7 separate regions of the Mus musculus genome follow, and regions 2, 3, 4, 5, 6 and 7 are each linked to region 1. The links are chromatin contacts, called in public HiChIP or PLAC-seq, Micro-C and promoter capture Hi-C maps. All regions are on one chromosome and are shown on one strand. Each heading gives the region's core, a stretch centred on a gene start, on an enhancer-like site or on the middle of the called end of the contact. The rest is flanking DNA. Distances are from core to core; before and after follow the strand shown.

Region 1 (2,962 bases), core at 238-2,737:
GGAAAGTAGTCAAAAGTTCCTCTACCTTCCTAACACACTACTTTTCTTGTACACACAAGGAAGGGAAGTAATACAGACACTATAAGATTCAGTTTAGAACACATCTACAGCCATGATAGAATTAATTCAATAATTACTAAGACACCTTCTGGGTTATAGACATAAACGGATTACAAACACATTATCAGCTGGGGTGTAACTCAAAGACAGAGAGTATTCTAGTCCCTGAGTTCAACCTTCTGTACTACCACCCCATCAAAACCAAACAAAAACATACATTCTTTTTCACGTCCACACTGAACGAAAATTTCTGTTTACTGGGACCAAATCTTGACCCCTCAACCTACCAGATGTTGGGCCTGAAGGCAGCAACACTTACCGTGTGTCTTTTTCACTCTTCATTTATAAAATGAATCCATGATATGTACTCTGTTATTATGAGGATTAAGTAGGTGGCATTTAGAACATTTGGGAAAGGGATCGACACACAGTAGTAAATGCTAAGAAAATGTTAGTAACGCTGATAATATCTTATTTACCTTTCGACATTCTAGGGCCAAACAGTATTACAGTAATTCTCATCTTGATATTAAGGCAAAGTAAGAGAGGTTGATGTTTTACCCATGGTCACCCAGCTTTCGTGTGAAGCAGTCAAAAGACAACCGTCTCTTAGAAACTTTTGGCTGCTCAGACACAAAACCTGATCAAAGCATGGAAACGTGATGAGCTTCGGGTGAGACTAAACTTTAACAAGTAGTCCTTAGGAGGGCAGGCCGCCTGAAACTTGGTCCGTAAGTCCTAACTCAGTGAGTGCTACTGAACCTGCAGGAAAGCTTGGCCGACGGCGTCCCCACTTCCCCCGTTCAGGGTGGGAGTTCCAAGCTCACCGAGAGCGGCAGTGCTCAGGACAGGGTTGAGTGGAGCGAGCAGGTTCACGAGCGTCCTCACTACCTGGTCCAGGATGGAGGAGGCGAGGGCCTGGCGACGATCGAAGAGGGAGCGGGGCCGGCGGCGCCGCACGTAGACCTGCTCCTGCAAGATGCAGTCGCACACGGCGGCGCGCAGGGCGGCGAGGTCGAGCGAGGGCGGCGGCGGCGACAGCGCCGGGGCGGGCGGCAGGCCCGAGACAAACACGGTCTTGGTGAAGCTCTGGTACCAGCGGTCGGCGTTCAAGGCGGAGATCTGCGGATGCACCACGTACTTCTTGAACTGCATCTTGGTGAGAATCCGTATCTTCTCGTCCACCGAGGGGGCCGCGTGCACCGTCGCCTGCCAGCGCTGCACCCGCCGCTGCCGCGCCGCTTTGCTGTCGGCGGTCATGGAAGCCACGATCGGCGGGTACCGCGCGACGGGCGTCGCCACGACCTCCAGGTCTCTCACCTCCGGGGCCGTAGCGGACGCCTTAGCAGCGGCATTCTGGGACAATCCCCGGCCGCGGGGCACCAGCTTCCAATACCTGGCCGCCGCCATTTTCGCCCGCCGCGACCCGGAACTTGAGGTCAACTGGCAGGAATTGTTCCTCTTCGCTTGCCGTAGGGACCAATCGCTTCTTGGAGGCGGGTGCTCTGAGTGTCTGTGGTGCGTTGTGTCATCCAGTTTGCAACCAATCAGTATGCTCCTTGAAGTTTGTTGTATTCTTTTTGAGTATTTGTCTGCGATAAAAATTCGCTTACCCCAGATATTTTCCCACCGGTTATGCTCTGAAGAATGAAACAATTAAAGTCCTTGCTCGTAGGATGTTTTAGGAACTCGCACTTTTTTTCACACGCAAACATTCAGAAATATCCTCCAGCCGGGCGGTGGTGGCGCACGCCTTTAATCCCAGCATTTGGGAGGCAGAGGCAGGTGTATTTCTGAGTTCGAGACCAGGCTGGTCTACAGAGTGAGTTCCAGGACAGCCAGGGCTATACAGAGAAACCCTGTCTCCAAAACAAAACAAAACAAACAAACAAACAAAGAAATATCTTCCAAAGAGAAACTTAAAATCCATACAGTTCTGACGTCATTTGTGTACCTCATATAGTCTGTTACCCTCCATCACCTTTAGAACTAGAATTTTATGAAATACAACATGTCTTTACTTATTCTTGCTAATTATAAAAATTATATCAGCATCACTTACCTGTGAACGCGACTAAACTTTAGGAAAACTATTTCATACATTCTTCAGTGCTAATGAGGTAATATAATTTATTTTGAAACGGGGAAATGTGTTTTTAGTTGAATATACAAGACGTCGGGGAATACATGAAATAAATCATACTAAGCAATTTGTTTGAATTTTGCTGTGTATTAAACTCTTTACTAGTTTGAAATGAACTGATTCTTTACAATAAACTTAATAAAGAAGCTATTACTTTATTTTTCAGCCTAATATGATTCAAATCTTTTCAGTTGCATGCAAGGAAGCAGACATAAAGCCAAAAGCTACCCACTGTCTTAGGGGCAGAGGTGGTACTAGGTCCCAGGTTGTCTGCTACTCAAGCTGTTTCATTTAATGGATATTTATGAGTGCGCCCTATGTGTTACGGTGCTAAATGTCTTCTTACTTAGTGAGCCAAAGAGACCTTGCATTCTTTTTGTTTTGTTTTGTTTTGTTTGTTTTTCGAGACAGGGTTTCTCTGTATAGCCCTGGCTATCCTGGAATTCACTCTGTAGACCAGGCTGGCCTCGAACTCAGAAATACACCTGCCTCTGCCTCCCAAGGGCTGGGATTAAAGGCGTGCACCACCACGCCCGGCTGAGACCTTGCATTCTTAACAGGAAGGAAAATCGTAATCATAATACATAACTTTATGATTTATTATAAACTCATAGGTGCCATGGAAAAAATAAAGTGGGTAAAGAAAAATATCAGTGTGCTCTAGTGTGTGGGTAGATGTTTGCCATGTAAAAAGCCTGACCAGAGGACTATTTTTTTGTAAAGATATCATTTGAGAAATGAGTCATGAAAATACTGGAG
Region 2 (2,819 bases), core at 147-2,646, 1.3 Mb after region 1:
TTAGCATCTGTAGTGTACAATAAACTTCACACAGCAGTAGTGCTAAGAAACAATGAATTATCAATAGCCCTTATCCACAGTTCTTGGAGGGGTAATGGAATTAACATAAGAAGAATTGTGCCTGACAAATATACCTTAGTGGGTGCTCACAGCCATCCACTGGACTGAGCATAGGGTCCCCAATGAAGGAACCAGAAAAAGGACCCAAGGAGTTGAAGGGGTTTGCAGCCTCATAGGAGGAACAACTATATGAACTAACCAGTACCCCCAGAGCTCCCAGGGACTAAGCCACCAACCAAAGAGCACACATGGTGGGACTCATGGCTCCAGCTGCATATGCAGCAGAGGATGGCCTAGTCGGACATCAGTGGGAGAAGAGGCCCTTTGTCCTATGGAAGCTCTATGCTCCAGTGTGGGAATGCCAGGGCCAGGAAGCAGGAGTGGATGGGTTTGTGAGCAGGGGGAGAGGGGAGGTGATAGTGGGAGGGTGTTTTTCGGAGGGGAAACCAGGAAAGGGGATAACATTTGAAATGTAAATAAAGAAAATATCCAATAAAAGTTTTTTTTAAAAAAATGTATTTAATGATTAAAAAAAGGACGAAGAGTTAGTAATACAGTTCTGAACCTCAGTCATTCAACCTCAACAAAGCTAAGCAGTACAGTTTCTGTTTGGACCAAGTGCCAAAATAATAAATTAAAAAAAACAAACAAACAAAAAACGAAAACCAAAACAACAACAAACACTGATTTGTATAAACCTTCCTTCTCAGACAAGCCCTGCATCATTCTTATTCACTCCTATATCCTAAAATATCGTTTTTTAGGTTTACTTATTGTCTCAGTCGCAGTTTCTATAAAAGCCAAGGTAGTTTAAATTGGACACTTAAGAATACTTACAAATTTAGAAATTCTGGGTGAAGCATTATGCTAAAACTTGTGATGCAGATGCAATTTGCTGCTCTGGAAACTTAGAAAAGAGTCACGACTGAATTCAAATCAAGTATTTCAAATATTTTACAGGTGAAGCCGAGCTGTGGTTGCTAGGCAACCTGACAGCCTCCCAAGCGGGGGACCAACTCACCTCCCACCCTTGACCATCTCTCCCCAGGAGTGGGACGCCGAGTCGCCATTGGTCTCTATCTCCTCTCACTGACCTTCAATTGGTCGGAGAACCTCTCACTCCGCTCCCGTTGGCTCTCGCCGTCTCTCGCCGTCCCGCCATTGGCAGGCTTGTTCTCGGGCCACCCTACGTCACCGTCTCACCCCACTTCCCAGGTCCTCGGACTTTGTTCCCACCCCTTACCCCGCCCTTCCGGCAGCGAGGGAAAACCCTAGCGAGTCCCCGCCTCTCATTGGCTGAAAGCGGATCGGGGGGCGGGCGCTCCCGAGCGACTCTGAGTCCCGGGATTGGCAGAGGTAGCCGCTGTCCCGCCCTCTGTCCCCTCCCGGCGCTGCCCGAGTCGGGTGGGTCGGTGGCTATAAAGCTGCGGAGGGCGGGAGGCACAGTCTGCGGTCTCCTTGCTTTGCTCGTTCTTCTTCCAGGGTCTGATCCCCTTTGGGTGAGTGTCCCGCGCGGGGCCGGCCAGCCAAAGGCCGAGGCCGCGGGCGGCGTGTGCGGGGAGGAGGCGGTGTCCTTGACCAGGCCGGAAGGCTCTGCGCTCTGGTCTGGGCTAAGGCGTGAGCCGGGTCCCGGAGGATGGGGCGCTGGGAGCGAGCTTGTGTGGGAGCTTGAGGGCTTGGGGACTCCGGAGGGGACCCGGACTCCACTGTGCGCCGGCGGGACGCGCAGAGAAGGCAGAGGGCGTTGAGGGCTCCGTGTTCTGATGACATAGTCAGAAGCCGGAGTCGCCTTAGAGGTGCCTGTGACCACCGAAGTGGAGGCGTCGGCAGGGGATCAGAAGGGAGCTGGGGTGTCAGAGCGACCCTCGGGTTAATGGTGGACCCCAAAGGGATGGGGAAGCTCAGGCTCAGAGGGAGGGTTGTAGGTTGGCAGGGGGTGTGTCCTGCCTCCACTTACAGCATTGATGAGGGAAAGTGGGCAGTGTTACTTCTCCCCAATTCGGGTGCAAGAAATCACAATTGTGATTTAGACCTAGCCAAGGATTGATGGCCTGGACCCCTTTGGTACGTGGCTTGCTGAAAAGCAAAGATTAGTGAGCTCGGCACCTCCCCCCTTTCTCTCCCCTCCCTCTCACTTTTCCCCTCCCCCTCCCTTTCTGCTAAGATGTTCTCGTCTACTACTGTTAATAACAGCCAGCCTTAAGTGTTATAAAGATGTGATGGCCCAACCGGCACACAGACTTTGGTTTAAGTCATGGAAGTTTCAAAGCAAGGTGTATGGAAGTCTTTGGAAACATGACCTTCTTTGACCAGTGGTAGGGAAAGAATTGCTTGGCAACATTCTGGAGGAGGGAATTGGGGAGTAGGTGGCAGGAGGTTGTCCTTCTTGCCAAGCTTGCCCCTGTGGCCTTGGCCTCAGGCCATCTCTGCCTGTTTTCTCTACCCACCTCTACTGCAACCTCCCTCCTGCTGGTGCGATGGCTGCTAACCTTTGCTGTATTTTAGGGTTGAATCTTGAGAAGCAAGGGCATGCCAAACATTAACAAACCAGACTACTCATAGTTACAGATTTTTTTTTTTCCTTCCATGCTGTGGTTTAAATTTTTATTGTGCAGATTCCATCAGACTGGAGACAAGGCTGAAAGTCCTCCACAGATATCTGCAAGTGACTCTCTGCAGGTTGAGCCTTCTCAACAGTGCATGTTCTTTGGTCAGACTTTTAAAGTTTCAGTTAGTTTTGCATGGAGATGGAGAGTAAG
Region 3 (2,977 bases), core at 474-2,973, 1.2 Mb before region 1:
CCACATGATGGCTGACACTGTTTGTAACTCAGGTTCTAGGGATCCATTGCCCTTCTCTGGCTTCCATGGGCACCAGGCACACATGCGATACAGACCTACATGCAGGCAACACCCACCCCCACCCGCACACAATGTATTGGCATGCTGTGGCATGCATTCGTGGAGGCTGAGATAGAGGAACTGCATGACTCCAGGGCCTGGGGGCTAGCCTCAGCAACACAGCCAAATTATGTCTAAGACACACCAAACAAAAAACTCCAGAAAAGACCTGTCCCCTGGAGAGATGGCTCAGAGGTTAAGAGCACTGACTGTTCTTCCAGAGGTTCTGAGTTCAAATCCCAGCAACCACATGGTGGCTCACAATCATCTGTAATGAGATCTGATGCCCTCTTCTGGTGGTCTGAAGACAGCTACAATGTACTCATATATAATAATAATAATAATAATAATAATAATAATAATAATAATAATAGACCTGCCCCCACCTCAGGCAAGCATTCCATCACAACTAGTATTTGCTGTGTTACACAGAGACACTATTATCTTCATAGAGACCTCAAACAAAAAGGTAAAAATTGCTACGGGTCGCGTTTAATGCCCTCAGCGTAAATGACATGACTTTTCTTCTTCTCCATGTATAAGCCCACAGTTTTCCAGGAATCTCACCTGCAACCCCATTTACAACAAAAGGAAATGTCTTAACTATCCGGTAGAACGCTTGCAGTCCATGTTTTGATCTTATCAGACTGTAACTCCACGAAAGGCGCCCCTGTAGCCACCCTACAAAAAGGAGGGATGGGGGGAGGGGCTCTTAGCAGCCCCTTTGAGTTGTAACTTGGGAGCCACCAAAATGGTCTTTATGGTTACTGTTAAAACACAGCTCTGAAACCCATGCACCTGGTCTTGGATGTGTCTTATTGTTATTAGCCCTCATATTTAAATCTACTCTGAGAAAACCCTCTTTTTAATTAACTCCAGCTCTGCTTCATACCACATCATTCTTTAATTCCTTCCTTCAGTTTTACCTGAGTGGAGGTTCCTAAGGGACAAAGGGCTACTAAGTAGGGCTTGCTGAGTGCCCCGGATTTAAGGCTCACTAGTTTTAACCTAGACGCCTTTCCCGCTGAATAGGAAAACAATTGTTTTGAACTATCTCAATTTATTTGATAGGAGAGTAAGAAACTTCAACCTCCGGCCCCGCGTGGGTAAGAGATAACATTGTATTCCACAATGTTTGACAAAGATGAATGGCCTTCTGCCATTTACACAGAATCCCCTTAACTTAGTTTTTGTTTGGTGAGCTCTTTGGCGCCAGGAGAGCTGTTGCCGCAAGCAAACAAAGGGAAACACACTGTGGGGCCTAGGGACTCTGAAATCTTAATCCGGAGGGAACTGGCCAAACCTTCAGAGGGGGAGGGTATGCACGACTAATAGAAAGCTCTGAGAAACATTAATTTAAGTACCGGGCTTGGGGGCACTGAATAGCGCCCTCGGTCTGGTAAGAAGAAACCTTTGCACATCCAAAGATGTATAGGAGCAGAACTATCCGGTCCTTTTCACCTGTCACATCAAAGTAAATGTGTGAACCCATCCAACGGATGGAAAGAACACTCTGTGGGGAGTTGCAACCCCTCCGGGAGGTGATGGGGTACACACACCTGGCTGGCTCCAGGAGCTAGGTCCCTCCCCAACCTGTGTTAGCCAGAGGGTGGGGGCGGGAGAGGATTCGGCGCCGAGGTTGCACAGCACATCCGGGCGCGCCGGTAGCGGGCTGCGGGCTGCATAATTGATGGAAGGCCGGCGCAATTGCGCTGGGAGCGTCTCGGGGGTGGAGGCCAGGGCGGCCGGGCCCCTCCCACTCGGTTTATTCTCGAGTGTCCTGTCCCCAGGACTGGCAGTGGGCGCCCAGTTACCAGCAAGTGTACACAGGGACCAACGGAGACGGATCGCAGCGAGCTGAGGGTGCCTTAGCGACCTCCTGGACAGACCCGCCCGCGCCATGCGCTCGCACACTGGCCTGAGGGCGCTTGTGGCGCCTGGTTACCCGCTCCTCCTTCTATGTCTTCTGGCGGCGACGCGCCCTGATCCGGCTGAGGGCGATCCCACAGGTACCTGGGGGGTTCGGGGGGCTGGCGCGGGGAGGGCTCTGGGTTCACCGGAAGAGGCTCAGTGGCGGCGACCCTCCAGCCCGACGACATCCCTTGCCGCTCGCGCAGGGGCCGCGGGGATGCAGGCGCAGGCGGCTACGGAGCGGAGAGGGGGGTGGCCTTTCATTGGCTGGGCGCGGGTTACCCAAGGAGGAAACGTGGGAGCCCGGGTGGCTCCGCATCCGCCGGGTATAGGGATGATCCCGTCCCAGTAAAGCTCAGTTTGATCCTGGGAGCTGGTAGTGAGACAGGGTCGGATTTTTCCTAGGAAGTGGGCAAATAGAGTGCGTGGGTTTGTGCGGGGGAGACTGGGGGCTTCTGCTAGTGTGGCATGATTATGAGTCCACATTCCGCGAGGCCGGCTCCCTTCATTAGAGCCACAGCGAGGCTCTCGTATCACCTTTCCTCCTGGCAGGTGTTGAAATTGAGTATGATTTTTAGAGCAGAGGGTAAAAATCGCGATAGCCAGCCAACTCAAACAAGCCCAGATAAGAAAATTAGACGTGTGTGTTGTCTTTTCATAACAATCTTTATAAAAACAAAACATTTTTCAAGGGTGTTGGGTTGCGTGTTTACGGCATGCGGACAGAAGGATTTCCGTGAAAAACATTACCGGGTCAAGATCTATTTTGCCACCTTAACTCACCTTTTTATACTTTATGTGTTGCAAGCGATCCAATGCTTTTCAGTGCAAGTTCCTGTGTCTGTGGCAGGTTAGCTCCCATTTAAGTCACCACTAACTTTCTTAAGCAGTTGAAAGACTGGCTTTACTGGGAACTAAATCCAGACATTATTCCACACAAGGTTTTGCGCTATTATAAATTATTTCC
Region 4 (3,059 bases), core at 508-3,007, 1.1 Mb after region 1:
CAGCAACACACTAATTGTTGTTACATACATAAATTAATATATATTCCTAAATAAATACAACCTGCTCAGCCTTTGTTCCTCGTAAGTGTGATGGCAGGTTATGTAGTTTTGGAGAAACAGTTGGTGTACTCTTCTCCAGGGAAGATTAGGGTTGAGGCCTCCTGGGCTTTTATGAGAGGGCTTGGAGGGAGGAAAGAGAAAGGAGAAATATTATCTCACAAAAATAAAAAGTAATTTAAAAAATACCCAGAGGGTTTTGAACCTACCGCTGGCTCCTCTTAAAAAGAGGGGTCAGCCGGGCGTGGTGGTGCACACCTTTAATCCCAGCACTTGGGAGGCAGAGGCAGACGAATTTCTGAGTTCGAGGACAGTCAGGGCTACACAGAAAAACCCTGTCTCGAAAAACCAAAAAAAAAAAAAAAAAAAAGAGGCATCATTTCCTCCCCTATCCAAACTATAAAAAGCAAAGCTGTATATCAAAAAAGAAAAGTGACCAAAGCAACCCTGTTGCAACCTAAATGATATAGGCTAGGTGTCCAGATCCGGTTTGTTTTTCTCTGTTCATACGCAGGAACTCTGAAGCCCACAAAGGGCAGCAGAGCAATCTCATGCCACAGACAGACCCGGCAGTTGAAGAAAAGTGTTTACTGGGGGTGAGGAAACACATGAGGCAGAGGCTCAGAGAAAAAGACCCCCCAAAACCAGAGCAGGAACTCCGGAAGCAGGAAAGCCGGGTCTCAGGAGGGTGGGGGGTGTTTAAACCCCCCTGAAGAGTCTTCCTCCCCTTGAGGGTTGGTCCACAACAGTTCTTGTCATGATCCAGCCTTGAACTTGGGCCAGTCCATCTATGATCGTCCCAACTACCTCACTAAAGTTAGCCTCTCCTAGTTGAGATATATCACTATGTGTCCAGCATATTTCCACTTGGTCAGTGCCCTTCAGTAAAGGAGCTCCTCTGCTGGAATAGTTCATCTGAAGCGATTCTGTGAGTGATTTTCTGACGCAGGGGGATGACTGTGGCCCTCTGCTGGAATAGTTCATCTGAAGCGATTCTGTAGCCGAGCCCAACACAAGGATTCAGGATGCATTGTATGAAGAGCAGTCAGTGTTCTTAACATCCCCCCGCTGACACAGGGGGATGATGCTGATTGAGTGTGGGGCAGGGGGATGTGGCTGTGTGACTGTGTGAGGCAGGGGGATGACTGTGGCCCTCTGCTGGAATAGTTCATCTGAAGCGATTCTGTAGCCGAGCCCAACACAAGGATTCAGGATGCATTGTATGAAGAGCAGTCAGTGTTCTTAACCGCTGAGCCTTCTTGCTTTGCCCTCGATGTCCTGAGATCAGCCGCCTCCCATCGCCCGTGTCGCCCCCGCCGGTGAGTAGCAAAGCCTTGAGAAATCCCCAAGGGGGCGGTGAAGCGCTGCGGTGCGTCTGGTCTGACAGGTCGCGCGATCCTGCATCGTCTGCCCTGTGGCGTCCACTGCAGGACGTTAGGAACGTCTGAGCCGTCGAGCCCCCGACCCACGGTGTGCCCTGCAGCCGGCGAGGGGCTTCTCCATCCCGGCCGCCACAGGTGAGCATCGTGGTGAGCGGGGTGACTCGATGAGCACAGACACCGACGGGACGTTTTCCACGTTTCCGTCCGGCTCTGAGGGCTCTGAGGGCGTGCAGAGCTCAGGGCGGCCACCGGCTCAGGCTCATCCAGCGAGCGACCCGCATCCCGGCGTCCGCGGGGACCCGGAGGACTCGGCCGCTCTGGCCGGCGGCGCGCGCGTCTCTATGGTGCGGCCGAGGGGCGGGGCGCCGTCGTCCGCCCGCCTACCGCGAGGCGCGCCGGGTGGAGCCGAGCCGCGGCTCGCCGGGCGGGGAGGGACGGCCGGACCGCGCTGCGTCCAGAGGGAGCCGGAGCCGGGCGAGGCGGAGGATCGAGTCCCGGGCCGGGGCTGCGGGCTCAGGGTGGACTCGAAACCTCTCAGAGCCTCACCCCTCCCTCCCTCCCTCCCTCCCTCCCTCCCTCCCTCCCTCCCTCCCTCCCCTGCCCTCCCTCTCTCGCCCTCCGACCCCGTCGACGCCGCTCTTCTCGGCTCTGCGCTTTTTCCAACCCGAAGCGAAGCGGGGAGCCGGTGGGCGGGTGGAGAGCTGAGGCCTCCTGTGCAGTTTAACAGTCGACATCGTAGAAATCCATTCTTTTTAATCTAAAACTTACTCGATCCCACGGACCTCAGAACAGCACGCGTGGAGGAGTCGGCTCAGAACAGAAACACGTGGAAACGCTTCACTGTCCATTGTATCTGTCGCCGTCACGGGCGCTCTTTCACACGCGGAGAGAGACCGGATGGCCTCAGAGTCACGCTGACGTGAAAAGAGGTTTGCGTCTGCTCCTTGTATTGATTATCAGCACCAGATCCGACATCTGCGTTTGATAGTTTGGCTCCCGACTTAAACGCGTTGACTGACACGGCAACCATAGTGTGAGGACCGGTTTGTAAAGCCGGATGAAGGCAGTTTGGGTCAGGGGGTGTTTTTGTGTGTTGTGATAATGTTGCTTGATGGTTCACTTTTTGAGACATGGTCTCTTTGTGCTCTTCCTGTTGATCTGGGAATGTTATCGGAGCTCGTGATTGTTCCCTGAGTGCTGGGACAACAGACCTGAATCCAGCACTCTGTACTCCCAAATGCCACACACACACACACACACACACACACACACACACATACACACACACACACACACATACACACACACACACACACACACACACACACACACATACACACACACACACATACACACACACACACACACACATACACACACACACACACACATACACACACACACACATACACACACACACACACACACACACACATACACACACACACACACACTCACACACACACACACACACACACACACACACACACACCGTGCAAACAACCACTGAACTGCCGAGGAGCCATTAGGTTCTGTTTAAAACGTTTCTAAGTGAAAGTGTCAGACATCCAGAAAAGTAGAGATCAGCGTGAAGACCTGTGGGCTGTTTGTCCACACGAG
Region 5 (2,810 bases), core at 112-2,611, 1.4 Mb after region 1:
TGAATGCTGATGATGCAAACTGTGTATGCAGATCTTCAAACATTTTTTTAAAAAATCCCTATTACGATAAACAAATACCTGTTTTACATTCCCGTTTGAAATCGTAACTTGGAACAAATTTTTGTTCCTCTGGGTTTGCTTGTTTCCCTTCTGGATACCCCAGGCCCCAGAGTGCAAATGTGATTTGTTTAGTTTCCAAACTTGTCTGAATTTCACAGCGAGCAGCAGTTAGAATGTGATTCATTTGTCCTTATTTTGAAATGGAGTGTGTGTGTGTGTGTGTGTGTGTGTGTGTGTGTGTGTGTGTGTGTGTGTGTGTGTGTGTGTTGGCAGGGGGTGGGAGGAGTGTTTAACATAGAGCACTCTTGTCTACTACACTCCGGAAGGGGGAACTGAAAAAGGAAGGGAGAGAAAGGGTGAGGTAGAGTGAAGAGAAGAGGAAGAGAGGGAAAGGGGACAGTCAATCTCTTGGCCTCTCCTTCGGAATCCATGGGTTCTGCTTGCAGAGTTTTAAAGACCCTGTGGAAGTCTCTTCCTGGTTGTATCTCCAGGTCCTCTATTTCCATTATAATAATCCTAGAGAGGTGCCTGGGAAGAGAAATGAGGCTCCTCCTTACTTTGTTGGATCTTCCCAAAGAAGCACCTTTCTCTAGGGGAGGATTCTGGTGTATGGTGTCCTTGAGGGTTCATGCCACCACCACCCCTCCCCCGGGCCACAGCTGTGAGAAGTTAAGTCCGCTCCTAATCCAGGTCACACAGGTGCTCAGCCCTAGTTACAAACTAACGGATTTGGGCTGGCGCCTGGCTCTTGTGGTTCAGAGAACCGGTGTGGGCATGCGAGACGCTAGGCTGCCCTCTGGCTCACGTGTGACACAGATAGGCACGGGTGACACTGCCCGGTGCACACAGAGGGGTGCACACACGCGCCCAGACCAGGGCATCTCATACAGGGGCGGGAGCCTGCGCCTTGGTGTCAATGTCCCCTTCTGCAGAGTGCTGATGGACTCGGTGGACGTCCCCAGGAGCACTTAACCTTCTCCTAACCCCACTTCAACCGCCACCGGGGCCAGAATTCGTGTCTCCCTTTCTCCCTTGAGATCCCGGATCTGCTTCTTTCTAGCTCAGAGGTGGCGAGGCTAGCGTGACCCAGGCGCTGGCGACGAGCCCCGCTTACCTCGGTCCGGAGGCCGCCTGGGGAGCTCGATGCGCGGCCAGGCGAGGAGCAGAGTGGCAGACGCTGGCACAAGCTCCTGTGTCCCGGGGCGCAGACGTCTGGGTCGCTCCTACGGCAGCAGATCTGACCCACAGGGCCGTGGCAAACCCCGTTGCCTGTCTGCGCCTGGCTCCGCCACCAGAGCCGAGGGCTTCGCAGCGTCCTGAACAGGACCAATCCTGAGCGGGGGGTTGGCTCTGGGGAGCAGGGAAAGGAGACTGGATGGTCACTGCGACGGGAAGCCGGCCTGGACCTGGCAGGCTGGTTTCTATGGCAGCCAGGAGGGAGGAGCGGAAGAGAGGGGAGTGTGTAGTTGTGTGGCAAGGGGACACCCACTGCAGACTTTCCGGGAGGGGGTTTGGGCCTAGAGTGACGATGGGAAGCAGAGACACAGCAGAAAGCGACTCAACTTAACACCTTGCCGGAACAGCCCCTGCGCGCTCTCATTCCTTCCTTCCGCGACACTATCCTGTAATCCTTCCAACAGAGCAGAGACTTCCAGCAAAGCACCGCGACAGCTCCTCCGGGTGAGTAGCAGGGCTTTTAAGCTCTGCAGAAAGAAGTGCTTCTGTCGCCCTCTGCCCCATCCCTTGTATACACATCAGGCCTAGTTCTCAGGGTGCCACCTAGTCGCGGCCCTCTTATTGCTTGTCTACTCCCTGCTGTGATATCCTGGCTGGTGGTGGGTGCCAAATGATGTTTTTCTAGTTTACGATCTAGGAAGCTAGGCCGTTGAATTGAATGTAGAGCAGGGAATTTGATACAGATGCCACAGAACATAGAAGATAATTCCTGGAGTTAACATGCTTTATTTAATAGAGGGGGAAAGCCAGTTCCTGTCACAGAGGGCTTAATGGCTGAGCCAGACCTAAGAGTCTAAGTTCAGCTCTGTGAGCAGTCTGCCCACTTTCTCTTACCGCCCACCGCGTGTATCCCTGGATGCCAGGGCAAAACTACAAGAATCAAGATAATCGACATCTAAAATTTTTATGAGGCAGAAGTTGTGGGTCTAGAAGAGTCTGTTTTATTTATTTTTCTCTATTTGCCAGACAGTGTATTAAATAATTTTACAAAGACTCTTCACAGCAATGTGAGAAGTTCTGATATTACCGTCCCTTGCTTTAGCAGATAAATAAACTGAAGCAAAGACAGACATAGGCTTCAGTTAAGGTCCCCAACCTGTGGAACGCTGGGGCTGGGACTGGAACCCAAGCACTGGGACTCCAGACATACTCAGACCTTTCTTTGCTGCTGCCTCCTGCGTGTTCCTTAAAGGGGTCAGGAACAGTAAAGAGCAAGACCAAAAACCTTGGACAGCTCCATGCACAGAATCACGTGCAAGGGAAGCCCAGGGACGGAAAGGACTGCTTCCCCAACCCAGTCAGTTGATAAGGAAGGATTCTCCATCTTTTTTTTTTTTTTTTTTTTTTTATACTGTAGCTTTCTTTTTTTTTTTTAATTTTTTTTTTTAATTTATTTATTACATGTTAGTACACTGTAGCTATCTTCAGACACACCAGAAGAGGGCATCAGATCTCATTACAGATGGTTGTGAGCCACCATGTGGTTGCTGGGATTTGAACTCTGGACCTTCGGA
Region 6 (3,195 bases), core at 488-2,987, 1.4 Mb before region 1:
TAAGCACTGGTGGCGATCAAACTATTTTGTGACATCTTTTTATGTCTTTCACATATTTCACTCCATGCTCAATGTACCAATTTTGCACGGTGTCGCCTGTGTCAAATCCAGAACGCCTAAAGAGCAATCTACTACTGAAGCAGAACACTATGTGGAGTTCTGCTCATCCTCTGTTAGCTTAAGAAGAAAAAAAAAACTTCAAACATATTTATTTTCCCTCTTCTATATAAAATCGGGAGACAACTGGCGAGGAATGCAGCTAGATAGCAGTCCCAAGATTAAACAAACAAGCAAAAAAATACCCAAACACGGAAGACACCAGGAACAAAGGAAACACAAGCGTGTGAACAGGAAATGAAGCAACTCTATACACATAAATACCTTTTGGGGCCGCCAACGTAGGTGAAAGTAAAGGTGGAGTCTGAGTATCTGAAATCTGAAACGGAAAGTCGTGTTATAAGCCACCCCATGTGTTGTTTTTAACCCCAATTCTGTCTTGAACCTACACTTTTGTGTGAGCCTAGGAGGCCCGATGGGGAGGGAAGCAAAGGCTGGAGAGCTAGGGGCCGCCAGCAGGGTGGTGCAGGAGGGGATGCGGAGCACCCCGTGGGGTGCAGCGGGAGGCCGCCCCCCGCAACAAGTGCCGGGTGCCATGGCAACAGCGGGAAATTCCCAGCCAAGCAGCCGGAAGCAGCCCCTGGCAGGCTTCGGGCTGCGAAGCCCGAACTGCCCTCGGCCTTGGATGGGGGGGTGGGAGGACGGGGAGCAAAGATGGACGCAAAGCGACCCCCAGGTTGGGCCTGCGTAGCTCGGGAACCCCGGGAATCCATCCATCCCTTCCCCGGGGCGGTGTCCTGCGCGCTCGCCGAGGAGCGGGTGCAGCGGAGGGGGCGGGAGCTCGGCCCAGCGCTGCCTTCTCCCGGGGCCTCGGCGCCTGGCGGGAGCAGCGCAGCGCAGCGCAGCGCAGCCGGTCCCTTCCCGGCCGCCGCCGCTCGGCCGATGGCGCAAAGCCGCCGGGCTCTAGCCCGCCCCGCTCGGCCACGGCTGCCGAAGCCGGGAGGCAAAGCTCGGATGCTCTGGGCACCGCCAATGGCTGGAACCCAGCGCCCGGCCCCTGCACTCTGATCGCGCGGGTCCTGCCCCAGGAGCCGGAGACTGCCCTGGCCTGGTGGGGTTTTTTGGGGGGGAGGGGGGTGGCTCGTGCCCCCCTCCTCTTTGGGTTTCAGCTCACGCCGCTGCAGCTATTTCCAAATGCACCCGGAATGGGGACTTGCCGCCCCACACTCCCAAGCTACACGCGTCGCGGTCAGAAATCTGGGCAATGGGGGTAGACAGAGGGGAGGCTGACTCCTGGTCCCAGGATCCGAGAGGCAAGAACTCACCTGCAAACAGGCAGTCTTTCTCGGCTCTTGACTTCTGGATCACGACGTCGATATCCTTCTGAATTCTCTCTTGCCTTGAACACATCCCCATTAAATAAATCCCTGGAAAAGAAGCAGCCGCTATTTCCACTCCACCCCACCCCCCTCGCACGCTTCCAGCTTTCGTAAATATTCAGTTAAAAATGAAACCTCTGGCCGAGGCAGGGGCTGAAGGCGAAGTGGTTTCGGAAGTGATCCCGGGTGAGAGAGGAGGAGGAGGTGGAGGAGGAGGAGGAGGAGGAGGTCGGCTTTGCATTCCCAGATGTGACCGCCCAGCTGCTGCTCGCCGCTGCTGGATTCCAATTTCCTCCTGTTCTGACAATGGATGGTGATGACACGGAGTCTCACTTTCTCCCTCCCCCCCCACCCCCGCCCGGACTGACGGCCGTAGGAAAACGAGGGGCCCGAAGGGGGCCGGGGACCGCTGGAGAGCGATCGGCAGCTGTGGAGCGGCAGGCGCCGGAGAGGGGCGAGCCCCGCTCCGACTCACGCGCGCACACCCCTCGCGGCCCGCACGCCGGCCTTCCCACACCCGCGCACACTCGCGCCCGCGGGCGGCGGCCGTGCCCAGGCTGCTGCAGCGCCGCCCGCCAGCCGCAGACCCTCCCGCACCCGCCGCGGGTCACCGGGCCCGGCTGCGCGCCGCTGGGGCTTTAATAGTATCCGCCATCCGCGCAGGCTGGATTTCCCCACCCCCGACTGCCACTCGAGCCGGGAGCTGAGTGACAGTGTAGGTAGTGAAGACTCCCTGGAGCTCCCAGCCTCTCCCGCACCACCACCACCACCCCTCCTCTTTCCACCACTTTTATGAATTCGACTCCACTTTCAGAAGGAATTATGAGTCATATGGAAACCCAAGCCGGAGTGGCTGGGAGGAAGAAAGAGGGGGAAAAGAAAAAAAAATCTTTACGAATTAAAAATAAAGTGAACAAGTCTTTCCTTGTAATCACATCAGGCAAAGGGAGAAAGGCTGGAGATCACTCTAGGAGGACTCTCCCATTTCCTTATTGCCTTCTTTTTTGGTGGTGAGGTGATGGGGGTTCTTTTATTGTTTTGCTTTGCTTTTGCTTCTCAGGGTGGTTTGTTTGTTTGTTTGTTTGTCCCAGGTTTGAGAAGCTCTTTTGAAAATGAAGCCCTTTCTAGACTCCAAAGACTCTTGTTCTTCCTTTCCAGCTCTGTTCATAAGAAATTGGCCTGAGGGGACTCCCTAAGTCAGGGATACCTGGCTTGGGTCTTATTCAAAACCTCAGCCTTCTGTGGGCTGAGGCAAGGGAAAGTTTCTCCAGCCCTAATACCTTGCGCAACAAGGAAAACCATACTGTCCGCTCTCTATTGCCCTGCTTTAAGCTTATGATGGTTGGTCCACCTTTTCTGCCGCAAGGAACCTGAACCCGCTCCACCAAGCTCTTTTCTTTAGCATCGTTTCTGAGAAGTGTCCCCCAGGCAGACCATAGGTATATTGTTTTGCATTCTAAGACCAAGCAGTGTCTGGAATATAGGAGGTGTTATCAATCATGTTGTCCGGAACCTTTTAATCTTCCCGATAGGAATAGTGAGTAGGGGAAGCTTTTCCTGTGCTGGCAAGCCTGAGTCAGTACCCTGGAGCCTAGGGGCTGAACAGACACGCCCAGAAGAGTATTAGAATTTCAAACCCTTTTCAAGGCAGAGACTGACTGCTGGAAACACTCAGGCTGGAGGCTTATGGTATATATCCAGCCTTTTAACATCATCTGTATTCTCACGCTTTTCCTCTTGTAATCCTCAGTTTCCGACA
Region 7 (2,939 bases), core at 125-2,624, 1.4 Mb after region 1:
GCAAAACACTCGTACACAGAAAATAAAATGAAATAAAAGTTCTAAATATGACAGTGCAAAAGTTCACGTATCATTTAGAAAGGGGTGGGGGAGTACAAAGCCAGTGTGTTTGGTACAGGAAATTTTTCAATATGCCTAATATAGCTGTAGGCACAACACACCTACAAACTTTCATTATAAGGAACATCTTGTCTAGAAAGCCAATGTTCACTAAAAGGAACCCTAATCTGGATTTGCCTATACAAGCACGACTAGCAGATTCCCAATTTATTTTTTAGTCACTCACAGTGGGTATGAGTGTAGCCCCAATGAGTGTAGGTGGTTTCTCATCCACTTTCCTTTCCACACCATTTTGGAAAACTAGAATGAAAACTTCCCAAATGATTCTTGTGCTGGACTCCTCAAAGCAGCTTGCTAAGAACGGGCTTATTAACAAAAAACACTGAGACCGCCTCCTTGTTGCCTCCTTGTCTGACCAAACGTTTTGAGGTATCTTCTCTCTCTCCTCCGGGCACCTATCTAACGAGTGTGCAATTATAAAACTTGAGCATGCAGCAAGAAGTTAAAATGTGATGATGCATATCAGACTAGGAGATTAAAATCCAGACTAGCCAACCAGCTTTCTGCGGCATGGTCTACGTGAGCAGCACTGACAGGCGCCCTCCCGGGTCTGATGCAAACCCTCCACCGACTTTGGAAGAGAGCCCGGAGAGGGTGGGTACAAAAAGGCGGGCAGCGAGAGAGAACTGAAGCTCCCCATTTTTCCTCCTCTGCCCACTACCCCGACCCACCGTCGACAATCAGGGTGATGTCCGTAAACCGGTCCTGCTCCCGTTGTTCATTCAATCGGTCCAAGATCATTTTATGATGTTCAGGAAACTCCTGAAGGCATTCCATCGTCTCTTCAGCCTCCATGGCCGTCGGGGTGCTCTACAAAAGAGGAGCATGATAATGTACACCCATGAGCTCGGGCTGACACAAAACCCCTACAACAAGAAACCAAACCAAAACCCAGGTGCCGGGTGGAGGGGGAGAGAAGGGGGAGGGGGAGGCCGAGAGCAAGGCTGGGGAAGAAGAAAGGCGAGCCAGCCGAGCGGCCGCCGCGCGTCGCGGGCCGGAGCCGCGGCCGCGGAACTCCGAGCCTGACCTAATCGGAGCCTGGAGACGCGAGCTGGAGCGGGGTGGGCACAGTGCCGGGAGGCTCAGGGACGCCCGGGAGCGCAAGTCCGGCCGGGGAGGACCCCGAACAGCCTCGGCGGCCTCCCAACGGCCCGCCGAGCCTTCCGCCCGGCCCAGGCTGCGGCGGCCCCGGCCCCGGTCCGGCCCGCGGCCCACAACGACTCCCCGGGTCGCCTCTCCCTCCGGCGCCTCTCCCTCCTCTACCCCCCCCCCCCCCCCGCCCCGACCCGGCCGGCACTCACTCAGGGAAGGAGGAGCGGCCCGGGGCCTGCGCGTCACTTACGTCGACGTGCTGCGTCACCACGCCGGACGCGGACGCACCCGGAGCGCCAATCCCTGCGAAGCCTGGCCACGCCCCTGGGGCCCAGTAAGGAGGGGAGGGGGGAGGGAGCCCCCCCGGGGGGGATTCGGGGCTCCCCGCGCGGCGCTTCGAAGGCTTCCGTGGGCTCTGCTGCGGCTTCTCCCAGTAGAGCAAGGCAGTCTGAGCACCGGGAAGGCTGAGGCCCTGGCGACGCTGCGCTCCGGCAGCCAGCCCGCCCCCACCGGGCCCGTAGCTGCACTTCCGATCGCGAACTCCCGGTGGAATACCGGCTCGGCGGCCCGGGACGCTTATATCCCGCGGCCCCGCCCCGCCCCGCCCCCTTTCCGGAGCGGAGGTGGGCCCTTACCCTTACCTAGCTGGCGCCGGGGCCTCGTGCCTTTCTTTCCACGCTCTCTAGTCCCGTGGCGCAGCTGCTCGGGTACCCAGGCAGCTCCTCGCTCTCCATCTTCACCTCCGCGGCAGGGACGCTCGGACGATCAGCTAGGGGTCCCGCCGACGCACTTGCGCCCTGGGCTCGGCGGCCGCGGGGACGAGCAGGCTCCGGCGCCGGGGATCTCTATTTCTCTCTCTGTCCCCGATGTCTGCCCGGCGGTGGCAGCACGTGCCTGCAGACTCACCAACCCGGTCAGCCTGCAGAGATCCAGTTGTGATTCCTTCATCCCAGCTCTCCGCACCCGCCCCTAAAGTGGCTGGGGACTGCCACTCAGTTGCACGTGGCCGGCTCACTCATTCATCCCAAGAAAGGCTCGTCTGAGGGCAATGCTCTGATAGTTAATGGGTACTGATCGGTAATCTCAATGAGTTGGACAATAAAGACTAATGGAAAGTCCAGTCCTGTGCGAGAGTGGATGTATTCACTTCAAAAGTTTTTGAGGCAATGCCATTGTAATTGTTTTAATTGTAATTGTTTTAAGAAACGGGGGGGGGGGGGCGCGGAATTGGGCGAGAACACGCGCTTTCTACATTCAGACTTTAGTCTGAGCGGAGGTTCAGGTCTGAACAGCAGGTCGGTATTACGAACAAGGTAATCTGGAGAGTCCAACAAAGCGGTGTGAGTTGGAGCCAGACATAACACAGCACATGCAGCCTTGAAGGTCACAGTGTTCCTTTTGCTGGGACAGGCACGCGACAGCCTTAAGGGTCCAAGATATCCGATCTTTTTAACATTTTAGGAGTGGAATCCTTAAAGTCCAGCAGGAAGAGAATGGAGATAATCATTATGAGGGGGCAACTAAGTAGACACGATGATGTCAACGAAGTATTTAGCTATATGAACCTCTTTAGGGGAAAGCGCTAAAGCATTAAAGTGTGTGGATAATTTATGAAGAATCTTCGAGAGTGACGGATTAGCGCCTTGTAGATTGAACTGGTCTGCTGTATGTTTTTAGTATTAGGATTGTTGTTATTACACCCATTAAATTTTTTTTCTAAACTGGGC

What was found. Promoter capture Hi-C pulls out the DNA fragments that hold promoters and counts their contacts. A called contact is a pair of places that touch in the nucleus more often than the background predicts. HiChIP or PLAC-seq counts read pairs in DNA pulled down with a chosen protein or histone mark.
Region 2: a contact with region 1 is called in an H3K4me3 HiChIP or PLAC-seq map of stem cell-derived neural progenitor cells, with 5 times the contacts expected there. The contact joins the promoter of Hmgcs1 here to the promoter of Mrps30 in region 1. A contact is called at or near these places in 1 of 39 promoter capture datasets (embryonic stem cells) and 2 of 115 datasets of contacts at active chromatin or transcription factors (large pre-B cells and stem cell-derived neural progenitor cells).
Region 3: a contact with region 1 is called in a Micro-C map of embryonic stem cells, with 2.6 times the contacts expected there. The contact joins the promoter of Emb here to the promoter of Mrps30 in region 1. A contact is called at or near these places in 8 of 39 promoter capture datasets (the C10 cell line, cranial neural crest, embryonic stem cells and 4 more), 1 of 15 datasets of contacts at CTCF or cohesin (large pre-B cells), 9 of 484 Hi-C or Micro-C datasets (the AtT-20 cell line, B cells, cerebellar granule neurons and 3 more), 12 of 115 datasets of contacts at active chromatin or transcription factors (acute myeloid leukemia, astrocytes, embryonic stem cells and 4 more) and 1 of 9 other capture datasets (embryonic stem cells).
Region 4: a promoter capture Hi-C map of pre-B cells shows a contact between it and region 1, with 8 times the contacts expected there. The contact joins the promoter of 3110070M22Rik here to the promoter of Mrps30 in region 1. A contact is called at or near these places in 13 of 39 promoter capture datasets (the 3T3-L1 cell line, the C10 cell line, the HPC-7 cell line and 7 more), 9 of 115 datasets of contacts at active chromatin or transcription factors (bone marrow-derived dendritic cells, embryonic stem cells, hepatocytes and 4 more) and 1 of 9 other capture datasets (adipose tissue).
Region 5: a promoter capture Hi-C map of neural stem cells shows a contact between it and region 1. The contact joins the promoter of Nim1k here to the promoter of Mrps30 in region 1. A contact is called at or near these places in 2 of 39 promoter capture datasets (the C10 cell line and neural stem cells) and 1 of 115 datasets of contacts at active chromatin or transcription factors (astrocytes).
Region 6: a contact with region 1 is called in a promoter capture Hi-C map of pre-B cells. The contact joins the promoter of Parp8 here to the promoter of Mrps30 in region 1. A contact is called at or near these places in 5 of 39 promoter capture datasets (the 3T3-L1 cell line, the C10 cell line, the HPC-7 cell line and 2 more), 4 of 484 Hi-C or Micro-C datasets (CD8 T cells, Th1 cells, cortical neurons and 1 more) and 2 of 9 other capture datasets (adipose tissue and liver).
Region 7: a promoter capture Hi-C map of neural stem cells shows a contact between it and region 1. The contact joins the promoter of Zfp131 here to the promoter of Mrps30 in region 1. A contact is called at or near these places in 2 of 39 promoter capture datasets (neural stem cells and pre-B cells) and 2 of 115 datasets of contacts at active chromatin or transcription factors (embryonic stem cells and stem cell-derived neural progenitor cells).

The regions. Positions count from the first base shown.
Region 1 is chr13:118,385,765-118,388,726 of GRCm38.p6, forward strand. It overlaps Mrps30 (mitochondrial ribosomal protein S30), which reads right to left and starts at 1,488. Exons shown (of 5, transcript NM_021556.3): 1 at 888-1,488. The coding sequence starts at 1,470.
Region 2 is chr13:119,688,955-119,691,773 of GRCm38.p6, forward strand. It overlaps Hmgcs1 (3-hydroxy-3-methylglutaryl-Coenzyme A synthase 1), which reads left to right and starts at 1,397. Exons shown (of 10, transcript NM_001291439.1): 1 at 1,397-1,559.
Region 3 is chr13:117,218,850-117,221,826 of GRCm38.p6, forward strand. It overlaps Emb (embigin), which reads left to right and starts at 1,724. Exons shown (of 9, transcript NM_010330.4): 1 at 1,724-2,108. The coding sequence starts at 2,000.
Region 4 is chr13:119,486,627-119,489,685 of GRCm38.p6, forward strand. It overlaps 3110070M22Rik (RIKEN cDNA 3110070M22 gene), which reads right to left and starts at 1,758. Exons shown (of 1, transcript NR_027974.1): 1 at 631-1,758. It overlaps Tmem267 (transmembrane protein 267), which reads left to right and starts at 1,847. Exons shown (of 3, transcript NM_001177666.2): 1 at 1,847-2,368.
Region 5 is chr13:119,754,521-119,757,330 of GRCm38.p6, forward strand. Nim1k (NIM1 serine/threonine protein kinase) reads right to left here and starts at 1,362. Exons shown (of 4, transcript NM_175538.3): 1 at 1,175-1,362. It overlaps Gm41077 (predicted gene, 41077), which reads left to right and starts at 873. Exons shown (of 2, transcript NR_168716.1): 1 at 873-1,740.
Region 6 is chr13:117,023,794-117,026,988 of GRCm38.p6, forward strand. Parp8 (poly (ADP-ribose) polymerase family, member 8) reads right to left here and starts at 1,738. Exons shown (of 27, transcript NM_001081009.2): 1 at 1,572-1,738; 2 at 1,383-1,484; 3 at 382-436. The coding sequence starts at 1,473.
Region 7 is chr13:119,789,358-119,792,296 of GRCm38.p6, forward strand. It overlaps Zfp131 (zinc finger protein 131), which reads right to left and starts at 1,375. Exons shown (of 8, transcript NM_001302548.1): 1 at 1,148-1,375; 2 at 792-930. The coding sequence starts at 915. It overlaps Gm46390, which reads left to right and starts at 914. Exons shown (of 2, transcript XM_017315657.1): 1 at 914-925; 2 at 1,016-2,332. The coding sequence starts at 914. The coding sequence ends at 2,185.